Regions from separate parts of the Macaca mulatta genome. Here region 1 is linked to region 2. The links are chromatin contacts, called in public Hi-C maps. All regions are on one chromosome and are shown on one strand. The core of a region is the stretch at or near the end of the contact, and the rest is flanking DNA. Distances in the headings are between cores, read along the strand shown.

What was found. A called contact is a pair of places that touch in the nucleus more often than the background predicts.
Region 1: a contact with region 2 is called in a Hi-C map of cortical neurons, with 5 times the contacts expected there. The contact joins the promoter of MAT2B here to the promoter of CCNG1 in region 2. A contact is called at or near these places in 2 of 14 Hi-C or Micro-C datasets (cortical neurons and liver).

What each region holds. Positions count from the first base shown.
Region 1 is chr6:172,324,446-172,330,530 of T2T-MMU8v2.0, reverse strand. MAT2B (methionine adenosyltransferase 2B) reads right to left here and starts at 2,613. Exons shown (of 7, transcript NM_001257473.1): 1 at 2,455-2,613. The coding sequence starts at 2,517.
Region 2 is chr6:172,253,264-172,259,330 of T2T-MMU8v2.0, reverse strand. CCNG1 (cyclin G1) reads right to left here and starts at 2,271. Exons shown (of 8, transcript XM_078004521.1): 1 at 2,207-2,271; 2 at 2,061-2,105; 3 at 380-643. The coding sequence starts at 643. LOC144341338 (a long non-coding RNA gene) reads left to right here and starts at 2,589. Exons shown (of 3, transcript XR_013418216.1): 1 at 2,589-2,683.

The sequences.
Region 1 (6,085 bases), core at 1,364-3,863, 71 kb before region 2:
AAGTCCGGTGTTAAAGGTTTTGTCTACAGTAAAAAAGCTGGAACCAGAATCTGAGTCTTCTTGCTTCTCTGGTCAAGTCAAATACACTGCATTTTGTCTGAATCCTTTGAACTAATATTTGGTTTCATGAATGATTACAGTTTTATCTGTTCTGCCACAAACTGGTGTTAAGAAGTTATTCTATCTCTATTGATCTAATTCCTCACTGGTACATGCGGGAGGCATTTAGACAAAATGACTAAGGCTCTTTCAGCTTTAAAGTTCTACATTTCTAACAGTTTCCATATTATTCCTACCACAAGGAGTCCGAATAGTTTCGTTCAGTTAAACAAGGTAACTTTTCCTCTGAATAAGCATTACTCCGAAATTTAAAATATGCTAAACAAATATCTCTATTTTTGAGCTCCTATATAAACAGTACTCTGCCTCTTACACTGTTTTGTTGGGGCTTTTTGGTTCGTTCTTTAGAAAAAGAAATATCCCTCTAAAAACTACTTTGGACCTGCACTCCATAAATTATTTTAGCTGTGCACAAGGAAGATATGGCTAAACACTTTAAGAAACTCAGAATGAAAGAACAAAATGCTATCTAGTTCACTCAAGGCACAATAAAGAGTTGGTAATACTTTGCCTGAAGTCCACGTTTTCTCAACTTTTATTATACGGGGGAAAGTAGATCTAGCATCAGTTTAAGTTACTCTAAACGTATCTGCCTCTTATTGTCTAAACTTTGAAGTACGGAATTCAACCACTCCAACGGACCAGATTTATGGACACCAAGAAAACATTTCTTGAAAAATGAAATACATATAAATAAATGTGGAGCTACTGTTATTATTCTATCTAATCCAATGATACCAAATTGTATAGGTAATGGGAGATATATGGCTCTTTCTGAGTGGTCCAACACAGTTCTCTGGGACAGTGATTTCTACTGTAGCACACTTGCATTACTGTCTACTAAAAATGCCTAGAAAAGTAAAGAATGGACTATTACTAATATGTGGAGGGGGGCTTCCCTAAATTTCAGTGGTAAATGCCTTGTCGTTTTTGGAAACTTTAAAACTTGGCACAGTTTCATGTTTATTTTTTAATGCCCCAGAAACAGACCTTTTAAGTAAACATTACTGGGCTTTACTTTTTAAGATTCTCTAACTACTTAGGTGGGACTGGTCTAACTACTACTGTGCCCCACAGACAGTATTACTAACAGGAACCACTCTAGGCTGCTTCTCTAACATTAACTATGAGACAGTTCTCGTTCTCATGAGTCAGTAAGCTTTAATTCTACAGGTTTTGACAGCAGTAAGTCTGTGCCAAGCTCTTCGTTGTTTCATTTTTAATGAAGGAAAACACGAAAAGCTATTTTCATTTTTATACTGAACTTCTTTTTGTGAAAGTAGATTAAGCTTTATATGCACACGTACACATACGAATGCATACATATAAATGTAAACATACAATACGTAACATGCACTCAGCACCGTCTGGAGGACCTAGGAACACAGAGGTTTAACAGACCATTTATCCTAACTTTACCCTCAAAGAACCAACGTGATTTGAAAACCCTAAACCCTAAATACATTTGGAAGCACGAAAACTGCATTAACAAAAACAGCCATCTCCTATATTCTCTCTTCTCTCCAAAAGACATGGTCTGGGCAATAGCAGTGTTCTTATCCCCAGGGTTGGATATGTTCTGTTGTCAGATTAATGCTGGAAGCCCTTAAGTGGAATGGAACAAGATGGGGCGGGGATGCGAGGGGCACCAGAGATGGATCTTCCAATCATCATCATAATCTTCCTTCAGGGATACTCCGTAGTGGTTCAAAGCCCGAGACAGTCACACAAACCTGTATCTGAATTCCAGGCTCCAACCTTACGGAATGAACGCGGGCCAATGTATCACCCTCTATGCCTGTTTTCTCATCTCTAAAATGAGGCAATAACAGTATCTCACAGTGGAGGATTAAAGTAAAGCCCGTCAAGCGCATAACAGTGCCGAGAACTTAAAGAGTTCCGTAAGTTGTCATCTCCAGCACTGCTATTTGTGTGAAGTCACCTTTTCCTGTTCTTTCTCAAACCTACGAACTTGTAAGATCGAGGAATACGAACCAAAGATGAAGAAACGGGGAAAAACAAAATCAAAACAGACACAACTCTGAAAAACCTCTTCGCCGTCAGGAGCAGAGACTGAACTCGAAAGTAAAATCTCCACCTACTTGCTTCCTGCCGCAGTGGCTGGAAGAAAAAAACACTGACCCGTGTGCGCCGAGATAAACAAACTCGGTGGCGCCCCCCTCGGATCCGGGGCTGGGAGGGTGGCGGTGAGACCACTCCTTGCGGGAGGCTCTGACCCGGGCGGAATACGCCTGGAAAGCCGCCCGAGCCCCGGCGGCTCGTTCCCCTCGGCGCCCCCGCTCCCACCGGAGACGCCCAGGCCGACTCCCTCACCTCCACCAGCCGGCAGCTCCCGGGAACAAAGTGTATAGAGAGCTCTTTCTCCCGCCCCACCATGCCCGCCGTCTTCACGCCGCAGCCTCACCGGCCGCCACCTCCTCCAACCCAGGATCGACGCGGGCCTCAGCTCAGACGCCCTCAGCCCGCCTTCCCTAGGCCCAGAACGACCCCGCTCGCCGCTTCCGGCTTCCGCTGCCATAGCCGCGCCCGTTGATTGGCCACGTTCTGCCGACGCCCCAGAAAGAGGAAGGGCACGCGCGGTCCGCCCCCAGCCCACGCGCCGGTGGTTAAAGCTACACACAAAAGAAAGGCCCTGACCTTAGGCAGTGAACTCAGGTTTTGTTTCGGAGATTTTATTTGTGTGCTTTCTTCGTCTACTTTTTTTCTATTTTTTCTTGACTCGGGAAGAGATTGAACTGCATCGCCTTGAGTTTCAAGTTTGCAGACTGCTTAGTGCATGAGGATCGACTGAGCAGTATATAAAGTAGAATAAAAAGCATTTTAAAGTCATGGGGGCGGGGGCGGAGGTGGGTAGAGCATAATGGACACATCTCTAGAGCCCTAGGTGTGGGTTTTAAAGATTTAGAAAAGACAAGGAATAAAAAGAAAAGGGTTGGCGTCTGAGCCATTTGTCTTCCTGGATGCTTAAAAAAAGAAAAAAACCTGTGTGTGAGATTTCAAAAATGTAAAACTATTTTTAATTAAAATTAAAAAGTTGTGGGGGAAAGGAAGATGAATTACTTAGGTAAATCTTCAAAACGCAGGTCGTTGGACTTTACCCATAATTATATAATGAGAAACGAGCCCAGGGTCCGGCTTCTTAACGGGTTTAACCAGAATGAAGCCTACCCTTTGAGAAACACCGCCTCGGGGACTGCAGGATTGGGCCACGCGAGCCCAGCCTTGGTAAGCACCGAGACTTTAAGCAGCAGCGTGTAATGCTGGGCGTTCTACCACCTTTTAAAAGTCAATCAGCCCTAAGTGCTGATGCCGACTTATTTCCCTTCCAGTTCAAAATCGCAAAAGTCCCCACCCGGGTCGGACGCCTGTGAAATGTATGCAGAAAGTAAACCCTGGCACAGGCCGTGTAGGATTCGCCAACTTTGCACCGAATAGTCCAACGGTTCTTGTGTGCCCAGGATAGCAAGCTCTAAACGTCGCCCACAAACGTGACCACTGCTTGGATTTTCCTAGGGCCTTTCCCCGTCTCCTAATCCTTTTTGCTTTATTTTCAAACTAAAGACTAAGCAGCCTTTTAAAGAAGTTTTTCCACGTCAGAACACCGAGACTTTCCTTTCTCCCCTATCCCCAACAAAAACTCATTTCCTCACTCGTGTAAACATAAGTTTCTCTAGAACAGTAATCGAAGGCAGCCTGAGGTTTCTTCTGTTCCGATTTTTTTTTTTAAATACAGGCTATTACTGTTCATCAGTTTAGCATTATTTAGGGAATCCTTGAGGACTGCCCCAGCGCTAAACAAGTATAAGCCCGGGACAACAAAGAAGAGGGCGGGAGGAGAGCCGGGGGAGCAGCCAAGATCATCTTAATACTCCTCTCTTAAAAACTGGGAATTCGGTTTCAAGTTTCTAGTCGCAACACATGATGTAATCTTACCTTTCTATGGGAGAAAAGAAAATTAATTCTTCCTTCTTCAACGAGAAGAAGGTTTAAGGGCAAGCATGTGCAATTAGCATTCTGATTCTCAGAGCAGCCTAGTCTTGAGGAACAGAAAGAGTTTAACTTGGCTACTTTCGAGAATCTGACTTGATACTTTCCCCGTAAAAGTTGGGTACAGTTCTAGGGGCATATGTTTGGATATGGTTTTTAATCATTTTCTGTAGGGTCTATGCGAATCCAACGCTATTCTTACATAGACAATGTATAACTTGGTGTGGTGGTGAAGTCTATACATTTAAAGAGAGCAGCCTGAAACTAAAAGTTATGTTAGCAGATTAAATTCATACAAAGACATCTGGAACACACAACTATAGATAAAAACCTTATTTATGTAGAAACTTTATATACATAATTGCATTTAAAATGGTAAATGAAACTGCAGTTCTATCTTGCATTTTATTCTTGTCGGCTAATGAGACTTAGCTGAGTTCTTCATAACCTGGTTCTCTAGGTCAGTAACTAAAGTTGGCTTATTCTTCCTTGTCCCGAGGTTATGTTTTAAGGAAATGAATGACTCTCGTTTCTATTTTCTTTACACAACAATTCTGTTTTTAGCAGGCATTCACTGGAATGCTTTTAAAGCATCTCTTACTCTAGAATGCTTCATTTCTTGAATTGCTAGTTCTTACCTGCTCCATGTCCTCTGGCATTTCAGGCATGACTCCAGAATTATTTCAGGAGAGCAGATACGGGATGGGTCTTAGCCTCTGCCTTCTCTTGCTGGGTCTTTGTTCGCTGCTGCCTGCAGAGAGCGCAGGCACGCCAAAACGTGAGGCGCAGCTTCACTTGACCTTTTAAATTAGCATTTTGATTCCGATCCCGGAATCTCGTGCAGTTTTCCACATGGCAGTAAGCTGGTAGCTGATTCCCCGTGGTAGTCTCGAAAATACCCAATGAGAAGTTTCATGTTTAATTGCCAGTCAAGCCTGGGTCTATTTGCAAAACTATTTGGTAGAACTATTTAACAAAAACAAAAACAAAAACCCAACAACTTCCTGTCAAGACTGGTTGTAGTTTTCTCTTGCGGAAGAAGAGTGAGCCACGCTTTTGGAAAGCACACAGATCATGCAGTTGATTCCTGTTCTAAAAGGCACAGTTTTCTGTCATTTTATTTAGTTACATCTTATTGCAACAGATTATGTTTAGTAAAATTCTGCAGTGCTTTCCCTTCCCAGTGCTTTTTAATTATTTCAAAGGAGAGTAAAAGGCGGTGGTGGTAACAGCACGCAAGAAGTAAAATGCAACGGGTCATTTCCATTAATACTACCCTGCCCTCTGAGAAAATGGTAGATGGAGTGGACTTAAGTTTCACAAAGCATTAAGGACTTTTAGATAAGTGATTTCCAAACCTGCCTGCACCACAGAACCTAAGGAATGAAATCATTCTCTAGGAGTGAAGCCCAGTAATCTGTTTTCGAAGACTTTGAAGGGTAATGAATGTGCTCAGTGAGCTTTGCACCGCTATTCTGGATTATGGCTCTGTACCAATTTAAGAACATCAAAAACTGCCATTCGAATTGAACTAAAAGAATCATCTAACTTTTAATGTTATATTCATTTAGAGCACACAGCACATGGTAAACTCTAAGAGGCATTCAGAGAAATCTATTAATATAAATTATGAAGAATTGTTGTGTGTGTTTGCATTTGTGAACAAATGTGAACCTGAAAAAGCCAGTCTTTCAAGATGGATCCCAAGTGGCTAACTGGGCATAATGTATTTATTTTTATTGTTTCAAGACAGGGTCTCCCTCTGTCACCCAGGCTGGAGAGCAGTGGTGCCATCACAGCTCACTGCAGCCTGGAACTCCTGGGCCGCACGTGATTCTACAGCCTCAGCTTCCCAAGCAGCTAGGACCACAGGCGTGCACAACCACAACCAGCTAATTAAAAAAATCTTTTTGTGTGTTTAGAGACAGGGTCTTGCTATTGGGAGGGGAAATCTCTC
Region 2 (6,067 bases), core at 1,022-3,521:
GATTAAGAAGTATATTCTTAGCCACAATGTAGCCTCTAATAAATATCTGCCACTAATACATTTGTTTATATCTAAAAATAGTAAATAAATGGACAAATCCAACCTATCAAGAAGGGTTTTTTAAAAACAGCCAATTTTCTTACTAGGAAACTGCAATTAGTTACTTGATATTAGACTATTTTTCATTTCAGAATTTAAGTCTAATACCTGATGTACTCTTATGATAAGAAATCATATTAATGCTGTAGTAGACAAAATTAATGTTTTGGCTACGTGCTGAAAATAAAAAAGGTCAAGTTTGTGAGTATCAGCCAAAAGGTAACAATTCCATCTCCAAAACACACTGAGCAAAATTACAAAAGTGTAGCTTCAAACATACCTTCATTTTAGACAGGAATCTGTCCAGTAAATTCACAGCTAGAGAAAATGTCTCTGTGTCGAAGCCAAAGAACTGAGTTAGACTAAGAAGATCTTTTACTTCAAAGTCCCTTAGTCTTGCAGTCATTCTGAGGCCATTATCATGTGCAGACTCAATTAGTCTCAAGCCACAGACCTTTGGCTGACATCTAGACTCCTGTTCCAACAGGGCATTCAGCTGGTGTAGCAGTTTCTGAGAGTCAGTTGTTGTCAGTACCTCTATCATCTATATATAGAAAAAAAGACCAGAAAGGAGTGTAAGTAGTCCTTCCTGCTTTCCTTGGCCATCTTTGCACTGGGCCAAGAAATGATTTATAAGTCTCCCATCCCCCAATGCGGCTAGTGCATCTAAGTCATTGCAAAGTGCCATCTGTTATTTATTTCCCTTCTACAAGTTGGTCACATCCTAAATGTGTGTTTTTTTTTTTTTTGGAGACGGAGTCTCGCTCTGTTGCCAGGCTGGAGTGCAGTGGCACGATCTTGGCTCACTGCAACCTCCGACTCCCCGGTTCAAGCAATTCTCCTGCCTCAGCCTCCCAAGTAGCTGGGATTACAGGGGTGCGCCACCACGCCCAGCTAATTTTTATATTTTTAGTAGAGATGGGGTTTCATCATGTTGGCCAGGATGGTCTCGATCTCCTGGTCTCGTGATCCGCCCGCCTCCGCCTTCCAAAGTGCTGGGATTACAGGCGTGAGCCAGCGCGCCCGGCCGGAAACATGCTTTTTAGAAAAATAAAATGCAAATCTTCAAGAAATACTTGTTCAACTTATACCTTGTCAATAGATAACCACGAATAATCACCGTAAGACAGGATACCGAAAGTGAAAAGCAGATGGTAGTTAAGTATTCTGCCACATTTTAACAACATGAACGGTTCAAGTTACTTAATTGTACTTAGTTCCTCATTTATAAAGTAGTGATAAGGTTTATGACCTACCTCACAGATTTGTGTGACCTAAATGAAATCACGTAAAGAGCTTAGCACATATAGTAGGTGCCTAAAAAACACTGAACAATAATGAGCTTGAGCTTATTTCTAGATTTATAAAATGAGGGTAACAATATCTGTCGCTGAATGTGAAGAGACAACAAGATTCACCACTTACAGAGTATAGCACAGTTCTTGGCATACAATACTCAATATTAGTCAACTTTTATTGTTGTTAGGAAAGGAAACTTAAAAGGTGGCATTAAGAGCACGCACTGGGGCGGGGGGCGGTGGGTGTTGCTAACCTAGTCTGAAAGGTGAACCTGGGAATTCCATTGATTTAAGTGTGCATAACACAACCATGTCCCGGGCACAAGCTAAGCCCTAGATACACGGAAGGTCCCTCTCCACACCAACCTAAAGACAGGAAGGCGGAGATCTTCAGAGTTGGTCATGTGAGGAACCTCTAACTGCAGGGGTTCCATTCTTCCTCCCCTGGCTACTCCCTGGGACTGGGCCGGCAGACACTAAGGCACCCCAGGAGGCCGGATCCGGCTCCGCCCCTCCAGCCCCGGACTAGCCTGGGCTTGTGCTCACAGCAGCGGTAGAGTTAACTGCGGAAAAGGGCGCGGGCCAGACCTACTCCTCGCTCCACGTCCCCAACCCCGCTCCCCACCCGCACCTGGCGGTCAACCCCCGCGCAGTCCCACTCACCTTGACAGCGACTGCAGCTCCTCAGCGGTAACCACCCTCCCCGGGCCTGCTCCCCTCACCCCACGATATTAGATCCAAGAGGACTACGAGGAGAGGTGACTCGTAGGCAAGAGGAGAGAGGCCCGGGGAGGGGGCGCTGTCCTGGGTGGAGGTCTCGGCAGCGCAGCCGAGACGACTTCGCCCTGATCAGGGTCAGCTCGGAGCCGAAGGGGCCGCGCCTGCCCTGCAGAGGAATATATTGGAGGGCGGGGCTTTCTCGCGAGAAGGGGGCATTTTCAACTCTGATTGGTGTAATTCTTTTGATGGATGGCCTCCGCTATCCGTAAAAGGCTGGGCCGTGGAGTGAGAAGCCCGGCCAATCAGCTCACACTTCCCGTTATCTGGCGTCAAATTCCCCGGCCCTCTTCCACGCCCCTACCTCTAAGCGTCTCTCATTGGAGAATTTAACAAAGTGTCTTCATTCAGTAGGGGGCCGAACTAAATACTCTATGCACCAACCCTTGCCTGGGTCAGGTCAATCGGCTGCCAGCCGGATTGGCCAGCGTATCATTCCAGAATGTACTGTTTGTTCTGTGGGGTTTAGGAGTTCTACAGTGGTTCTGCCCTATCTTTCTAAAAATACAGTGAGTAGTTAAAAAAAAAAAAAGTCAACCTTTGATTTTTTTCATTACAGATAAAGAGGTAGTGGAATTTATATAGTGTGGTGGTTTATCAACTTCCAGAGTGCCCTCTTCGTGAACTTTGAAAGTTAGTTGATTCTTGCCTTAGTTTGCTTTTTGTACAATTTATCAAATAATGGAGTTGGACTGTGTAATTTCTTGACCCTCTAGCAATTTTCTGAATTTGCTTTTAAAGCAAATTTAAAGAGAAAAGTTGGTACAATTTTTCAATTGCTTAAAATGAAAGGTGTGTGGCAGACTGTTATCAGGAATAATTGTGGTGAGTGTGAATCCCAGTCTACAGAACAGAATGTAAAGCAATATTACTCTTTTTATTTACTGTAAATAATTTAATCTCTATGAACCTCTCCTATGCCAGGTTAGTGGGAAAATAATTAGCCTGAACTCTTCTTAGACTCTCCTCACTCTCGCTCTCCCAGATCATCACAAGTGAGAAAAGTCCATTAGTAAAAGGGCCTGAAAAAGGGTGCACAAGGAGTCAGTTCTAAACTCTTATGAATTACACAGTAATTGGATTGTCTCTGTTCTCATGGCCCCAGTTCAGTCTCTCTTACTTTGACAAAGTGAAAATCTGGAAGATTTGCTGTCACCTCTGCTGTTTGCCCTGCCATGTACTTACCTAAGGCAATGCCACAGAACAAAACTCTGGAAAGGGGGAAAAGGGGTGGGGAGGAAGGGGAAGGAAAAACAAAAGAAAACATTAATACCTCACAATAATACCTTAGCCACGTAATCAGGTCAGTTTAAAAAACTGGGACTCAAATGGGGAAGAGGCCTTTCTTCCTCTTGAAAATAAAAGCTTACCTAGTGAATATAAATTGGCAATTTATAACCTTTAACAAATAATTTTATTTAAAAATACTTTTTGCTCTAACGTGTGAGTTTATAAATGTGATTTCTCCTTTTGCCTTTTAGTTCCTATTATTAATTCCTAAAATTAGGAATGTATGTGCACAATTTTTAAAAAATGGCTATATTAATTCCTAAAATTAGGAATGTATGTGCACAATTTTAAAAAAATGGCTAAAGCATCATAAAATCTTTATGGCAGACTGGGCACGGTGGCACACACCTATAATCCCAGCACTTTGGGAGGCCGAGGCGGGTGGATCACCTGAGGTCAGGAGTTTGAGACCAACCTGGCCGAGATGGTGAAACCCCGTCTCTACTGAAAATACAAAAATTAGCCGGGCATGGTGGCATGTGCCTGTAATCCCAGCTACTCAGGAGGCTGAGGCAGGAGAATCGCTTGAACCTGGGAGGCAGAGGTTGCAGTGAGCTGAGATTGTGCCACTGTACTCCAACCTGGGAAACAGAGCAAGACTTGGTCTAAATAAAAGAAAAAAAATTCTTTATAGCAATGAAAAGCATGAATAAATTAACTAATATTTCATAGCATAAGCCAATGGAGAACAAATTAGACTGTTACCCATCCTTGTAGAACATGTAACCTGTGGGCAATATGAACACATGGACTTTAGAATAAAATAAACTTATATTCATATCCAGGAATAGCTCATAACTAGTCATGTGACTTTCAACAAGTTAATCACATTTTCTTTTCTCAACAATAGGAAGTAAAAAATACATTATTCATGGGGTTATGAAGAGGATTAAATAATAGAAAGTGCATAAAGAGGTAGTCACTATTCCCAGATCACAGTAGATTTCTTGATAAATGGTAGCCCTTATTATTAAATTACTATTTCTTTTTAAATATCTTGCTCAAACACACTTTGGTTGTGTTTTCTCTGTTGTCAGACTTAGTCATCTGTTTTCAGCCTAGAAGGATAATCAGTGTGTTAGAATTGTTTATTTAACACAGGTAAAAGTATCTAAAGTGCATGTATTAATTTCTATACGTTTTTATACTTGAAATTTTCACTTGAGGGCTTTTAGGTAATATTTTTTATGAAATAAAATATTTTCTCTTACATTAGAATATTTTTAGTTTTTATTAAAATCTCTCACATAAAAAATTATTTCACCAGAATTGGAGAGACATTAATTAAATACAAATCAAGTCAAATTGATATTCTTTACTTTTCTTCCTCCCTTAACCCCCTCTGCCATTTTCATTTCAAAATGTTAGAATATAGACCATCATTTAAATAATTGAAAAGACCTAATTAGCAAAATGTGGAAATGTAATACTCAATTATCCACTCTTGTAAAATAAAGATAATGAGCCCTTCATTAACTATGAATTTATTTTTAAAGAAGTGTGGATTTAATCATGAATTCCTATTAAAAATTTGTTAAATGACTGACTTCTGGGGGTATATTCTAGGCTCAATGATGTATTCAATTCCTATCCTCATACTTTCTTCTCCATTAACAGTTAAGTACAACAAGAACTAATGGTCAGAATAATGGCCTTGAGGCTGGGCAAGAATCCAGGCAGTAACTGGAAGATTTAATCATATTCTCCGCATGGTAGGCTGTAGACGTGCCTTTGAACAACAAAGATTATAACAAGCAGATATAAAACAGTGGCAGTGTGTCAAATACTGCCCTCACAGGGAAATTCCCAGTTGGCTTTGTTTGTTTCCATCTTGGAGATGTGGCAGTCTGTGCCTTCCCTCCTGCACACAATGTCCAATCACCTTAACCTCTTTTCAGGCTCCTTGGGAAATGTCCAGTACTTTTGTGTGTAGCCTTGTCCAGCTATAAGGGCCAAGGAAGTGAGGGTCAAAAAGATCTCAGCTGAGTCCCCTTCTGCTTTCTGATCCTTCCTGTAACTATGCATTACAGCCTCCTCCACTTCTCTAGCTGTTCTCTAGTGCATCTAGTCTATCTTATTCATTTGAAGATAACATGCTTGGCAGTGGCTTCTTTGATTCTTTATTAGTTCCTGGGACACCAGTGAAATTAAATATGGTTGGGAGGAGAGAGAGAAAGGATACATAAAAAACATAGATTAACAATTTCATGTATATGCTTCTACTCAGAGGTTCTAGCTACCACTTCTATACTCAGATAAAGTATAGAAAACCCTTCCAATTAATTGAGGTTTTACTGTATATTTCATGAAAAACTAAATTTTTGACTCGTCAAGTAACCACTGCTATATAAAGGCACTGGGTCACATTAGAGGGGGATCCTCTGTTCTCTAATGGCTTTAGACTCTGTTGAGTACAAAGCTCAAAGCCAAGACCAGCCAAAAACGTAGTATATAGGGTTTGCTTTTATTATATATTTCCCATGTGCCAGGTCATTGTGCTGAACTTAAACACACATGCTTTTGACGACTCTGATATTATTATCTTCAGAAATGTGGGATATTTTATATATCTTTTGTTTAGTAACTGTTTGCTATTTACTAAA